Linked DNA regions of Zea mays: region 2 is linked to region 1. A link is a contact called in public Hi-C data. All regions are on one chromosome and are shown on one strand. The core of a region is the stretch at or near the end of the contact, and the rest is flanking DNA. Distances in the headings are between cores, read along the strand shown. Region 1 holds the start of LOC111589273. Region 2 holds the start of LOC100273800.

Region 1 (2,805 bases), core at 153-2,652:
TGAAAACTGAAAAGTGTTCTCAAGCGAACTGAGAGAGAGAGAAGAGAGAGAGAGAGAGAGAGAGTCATGCAACAAGTCAGAGAGAGGCGAGCTGACGAGGAGCGAGCCATTTGAACATCCTAACCCAAGAGGCACTTCACTTCAAAAGGCAAACTTGATACCAGGCCTTCCATAGTTCCATATACTACATGGATGACTTCGTTCTTTTTTTTTCCCCCTTTTGCAGGTGTAGAAGCATATACCTACCATGCCAAGTGAAGTTATGTTCGTTTTTCTTTAATGCAGAAGTGGAAACCCATTGCTAGTCAGGTTCTTCAGTGCTCGTATCCTGGCCAGGTTGGTTCTGTCAAACTATTTGAAACCAATTCAGGCAAATTCTCCTTATAAAAAGAAGAGGAGTATCCGAGTATGTATACTCCTTAGAAAACGAAATGTTGGTGCATGCTGTATTATATGAACCAGAGAAGATAAGAGGAAACCAGCATCTTTTCCCAGTCTTGAGGTCTTGTTTGGAACGCGAGAATTTCACGGGAGAAACATGCAATTTCCTTGGAAATCCCACGAAATTCCGGCGTTCCAAACCGTGGCTTACAACAGTTCGTCGGCTCTGACGAACGCCGATACCAGAGCGGCCATGGAACAAGAACCACTAGTTAGTTAGTAGTAACTGGTTATATACGCTACTATAATCCTACTACTCCCTAGCTGGAGGCTAGCTAGATCAGTGGCCATGGAGTTCTCCTCCGCTACACTTCCCCTCGCGCCGCCAACCAATCCGCCATGGAATGACGCACGAGCACGACGCACGCAGAGCAAGTGCGACGGAGATCCTCCACGTCCTTGCCTCTGCAATCGTGCAAGATCTTGTCATCGGTTGTGCAGGGGGTTGGAGCCTGTCGGCACGACCCGCTTGTCGTCGTCGCCGCCGCCGCCGGCCGCAGCGGCGGCGGGCAGCATCGCGCAGGCGGCGCCAGCTCTGTTCCGCTGCCTCTTGCACCGCGCGGCGTCGAAGGCGGCGACGCGCGCGCTCGCCTCCGGGCGGCGGGTCGCGGGCATTGGCGCGGCGGCGCCCCGAGCGCCGCCACCGCCGCCGCCGTGGACGGCGGCCAGGAGCGCCGCGAGCGCGACGAGGCACGCGGCGGCGAGCGGCGCCCACCGTCGCCTCCTCATGGCGGGAGGGAGCAGGGGTGTAGGAGGACGTGGGCGTGTACGTGTAGGCTGCGTGGGCGCGCGGTGGGCGGAGGCGGAGGCGAGGGCGAGGGCGAGACCAGTGCAGCGCTAGCTGTCACAATGGCGCAGACCGCGTCGCAGAGTAGCAGCAGCGGCTGCTGTCGAGTGCGAGCTGCTGCCAAGTGTGGCGTCGAGGCGTCGAAGCAGACAGAAGAAGGGTGAAGTGAAGTGAGGAGCCGAAGAAAGTGGCGGTGGACGACGCAGATACCGGGAGCGAGTTCAGGCAGCTGCGTTGTGGCATGCAGCATGCTGCAGCTTGCTAGTTTTTATATATACATAATACATATAATAATATATACGCTGCTGTGAAAACTTGCAAAAATTCCTCGTGCGAAAAAAAGAGAGAAAACTTTCTGATTTTCTCCGTACCCCCCTCCATATATATGATTTAGAGGTCGTTTTGTGACTTGCAGTAGTTTGCACAAAGGAAGCCACTCAGCCTATATTCAGCAAAGTCGATATCTCACTCCTTATTTTCACTTTTTATTACAAACCCATCTATGTAAAGAAAACACCTGTCGCTGGAATTGACATTAGTAGTTGGATACCTGGAGTATTTATTAATTGTCCTGGTGGAGCTGCCTGTAGAGCTCAGTCAGTACTGTATTACGGTGGAGCTGCCTGTAGAATTCAGTGAGAAGAATCAACGCATCCCTTAAAAGGTTCACTGAAAACAGTATATCCGGTTCAGGCTTCACAGAGTGTGATATGTGAGTCTGACGGCCATCTCTTTAAAAAAAACACCAAGAAAGCTCACATCATCACAGGGAAGTTCATTTCAGAACCCCCTGTAGAGTTCATTTATGGCGCGCTGCATTTTGGCGGTGAATTCTTCTCACAAAATCCTGCAGAATCCATTTATTTATTATTATTATTATTATTATTATTACGGCGCGCGTGTGTCTGCGCGCACGCGTGGTGTCCGAGGCATTGATAAAAAGGAACCGCGGAGAAGGGGAGGGTCAAAGCAGGAACAGTACCCTCAAGTCTCTCCCTGCTAGTCCTAGTAGGACATGCACTGATGGGGAGTGATGGGAAGGGGGGAAAAGAGAGAGAGAGAGAACTGCAGCAGATGCAGATGCAGAGCCTCACCCGGCCGGCCCATTCTTCTGCCACCAAACCGCATTGATGAGCGCCATGAATCCGTCTGGTGCTGCAGAGAACATTGAGAGGAATAGAAAAGGTGGTGGTGGAGGAGGAGAGGGCACTAGGGCAGAGGCCTTGACGGAGAATGGCTCTAGTGCACCGTTTCCGTTTGGGCCGTGTATGAGATTGTACGTAGAAGATGGCAAGGGATGTTTCAGTCTCACTGGTAGCCATCCATGCGTGTGCCCGTTTCTCATGCCCTGCACTGCACAACTGTGCCCGTTGTTCTCATCATATCTCTCTGTGTGTGGTAGACTGGTAGCCGATAGGATAGCCATATCCATGTTTGGAACGATCGTTAGGCTACGGTTAGCGACGATGGGCTGTTGCTGACAAGACCGCCCCTACGACAGCGGCTACAGCAGAGGGGACAGCCGGACAGGGGCCATGGGCGCTCTCTCTCGTCTCGGCTGCTGTTGCTGCCATCAC
Region 2 (2,805 bases), core at 79-2,578, 220 kb after region 1:
ACTCGCTTCGCAACTACTTAGTCACACTAACATTTGTATAACCAAGATTTGTGGCTATCAGTTGTTGAATTTTACAGGATCACTTATTCACCCCCCTTTAGGTGCTCTCAGAAGTCCGTAAGCAGGCTGAGATGGAGGGAAAAAATAAGTGAACCAAGAAACTCTGTGAGAGAAATAAGTTGGTTCTGTATCTCTACTTTTGTATGTCTATCTCTACTATTAATTATGTGCCTATCGTAGGCGTCCACAATTCCCAGTGGCACACGGTTCTGCCGTCACGCTGCGCGCCTGCCATCTCCCTCCCTCCTTCCTTCGACGACGCTCCTTCCTTCGACGGCCCACAGCGGCTCCCCTCGAATCCCGCCCGCCCGCCACCTCGCATCCCGGCCGACCGCCGCTCACCTACTATGGAATGGGCGTCCCTCGCATCCCGCCCGCAGCGGATCCCTCAAATCCCGTCAGCAGCGGCTCCCATCCCCGCTCCCATCGCTATTGCTTGATAAATGATGACAATGGTGATGGCTATGATATATGGTCAATATTGTATTGATCTTTTTTCGAGTTTTAGGCTGTCATGTTGTTTGCTGGAATGGAGATATTTCATTGTTCACTTGGTTCATGTGACAGAGTTAATTACCTTATTTCCGTCCTTTCTTAGTACCCTTTTTCTGAGATTTGAGTTGTAAATAACACTTTCCTAATCATGTTGTCATTATAACTCAATGGCATTATTAAAATCATATATAGAAGTCTATATGGTACTGATGGTTGCAATGTAATGGTGAAATAACTAAATTAAAATAACAAAATTTATGTATGGTTAGGATCACAAATCGATTCCAAAATATTTTATTATAACAATATAACACACATATATACATAAGTTATCCTGTTATTATACGGTTCCGTTGCAACGCACGAGCACTCACTTAATATAAAATAATTTAATCCTCCTAGCAAGACCTCAGTTGATAGGTAGCTCACAGATGCACGATTTTGGGAGCCGGAACGGTAGACTTCGTGCCGTACGGTCTCTTCTAAAAAAACGTACCCATATTGTACAGTACATGTTCGTCACGTGCACGCACACTCCACACTACTGAGCCCATTTATCATGCCCAGGACGAACCACCCACACCGACACACTGCCCACGCGGGCCCACTGCCCGTGCACCGCGCTGCCGGCGTAGTGTACGTGTCCGCGTACCCGCATCCGCGCGTGGATGTAGCAGCACTCCGTACTACGCGCAAAGAGACAACTGGCAGCGCACTCGACCCGTTAACCCTGCGTGAGCGTGGGCCGCGTGGTCCGTGATAAATGGCCTCGGATCCAACCAGGGAAGGAAGGAATCCAAGCCACCCCAGTCCGCTGCTTCCATTCCATCTCCCTTCTCTCGCCTTCTGCGGCACTGCAGTGCTCTGCTGCCTCGGCGTCTCCACCTCCTCCCGGCGACGGCAGGGCATCCGATACGACGCCGCGCTTCCTTCCGAATCCCAAGCCGCACCCCGCACCCTCCCGGTCGCCATTCCCGATGCTGGTGTTCTCGAGCGACGACGACTGCTGCGGCTCCTCGTACTAGGGGGGCAGGATCGATCGGCAGGTGACGTTTCGTTCGTTCTGCTGTTCGGTTCGAACGGGAGAGTTTGCTTGGGGGTTGGTGCATCGGTTTCAGAACGACCAGTTCATTAGTTTTGGGGATTGGGGCTATTTCTTGTTTTTTTTAAGGCAGGAGAGTTGCTTTTCATTCTACGTATTCGAGAGATGAAAAAAAAGTGTTTTTTGGGCTAGTTTTGTTCCAATGATTTGGTAGCAATTACCATGGCAGTTGCACGAAAGGGATTCATGTACTGGGTCTGAACGGTTTCATGGCGATGCAGTTTCCATCACCAAATTCACCGTGAGATGTCTGGTACTCGTTGTGACTAACTCAGTAGGCAGTCTGTCAGTTAAGCCAGGTAAACTAGTTACTAGTACTTGACATTGCCACTGTATTTTTTGTAATTACTAGTACCATTTGATGAGAAGTGGTACTGAGTTTTATGTGGGTAGACGAACGATGTCATCGCACTCCCTTCTCAGTGTCAACGATCATGGGTGGCATGACCTGTGGGCTGTGGAGGGCGGTCCCGGTCCCCTTCGTTTGGCTTATCTGGAAAATGCTGGTTGCGCGTCAAGGCCATCTTGAACCTTGGAAAAACGCTGCTGTGTCTATCTTTCCTGCCTTCCTGGTTCCGTCCGTGCTGTGCTGACATGCGTGTCGAATTCTCGCTCATTTGGTTACCGGTAGTGGGGTCATGTCGGATATTGATGTGGAAGGGGGAGTTGGTAGTGGCACCCCCTCCGCCTCGGACCTGGCTTCTTCTGATACCGGCTCTGGAGCTGGGTAATAGAGCGCAGACTTTGGGTCTGGAAAGCGATTGTGGTTATCGTTACGACAAGTATGCTAGGTCAAAACTGTTTTTGTATGTAGTTGGTTCACAGATGCCAAGGGCCGATTTATTTGTTTGTTTGTTGCTCATGTTGATGTTCTGAGCATACCATTTTTCAGATGTTTATATTTCATATCTGATAAAGTTTATAAGTTTATTGTCGTCATTAAGATGGGTTAAGAAGGATGCCTGCTGTGTTTTAGGATGAGGCTCCATTTGGAAGTCAATAGTGCAACACTGCTCATTCCAATGATATACCCCCACTACAAACAGACACTTGGTCATAATTGGCTTTCGCACATTCATATTCAATGTCTCAAACTTGTTATTACGATTCTGCGGATGGTCTGACAAAACCCTGGGCATAGTGTGATT

Evidence for each region. A called contact is a pair of places that touch in the nucleus more often than the background predicts.
Region 2: a Hi-C map of ear shows a contact between it and region 1, with 2.2 times the contacts expected there. The contact joins the promoter of LOC100273800 here to the promoter of LOC111589273 in region 1. A contact is called at or near these places in 3 of 25 Hi-C or Micro-C datasets (ear, leaf and tassel).

The regions. Positions count from the first base shown.
Region 1 is chr5:82,384,898-82,387,702 of Zm-B73-REFERENCE-NAM-5.0, forward strand. LOC111589273 reads right to left here and starts at 1,403. Exons shown (of 1, transcript XM_023300066.2): 1 at 458-1,403. The coding sequence starts at 1,170. The coding sequence ends at 868.
Region 2 is chr5:82,602,294-82,605,098 of Zm-B73-REFERENCE-NAM-5.0, forward strand. LOC100273800 reads left to right here and starts at 1,329. Exons shown (of 5, transcript NM_001353586.1): 1 at 1,329-2,805.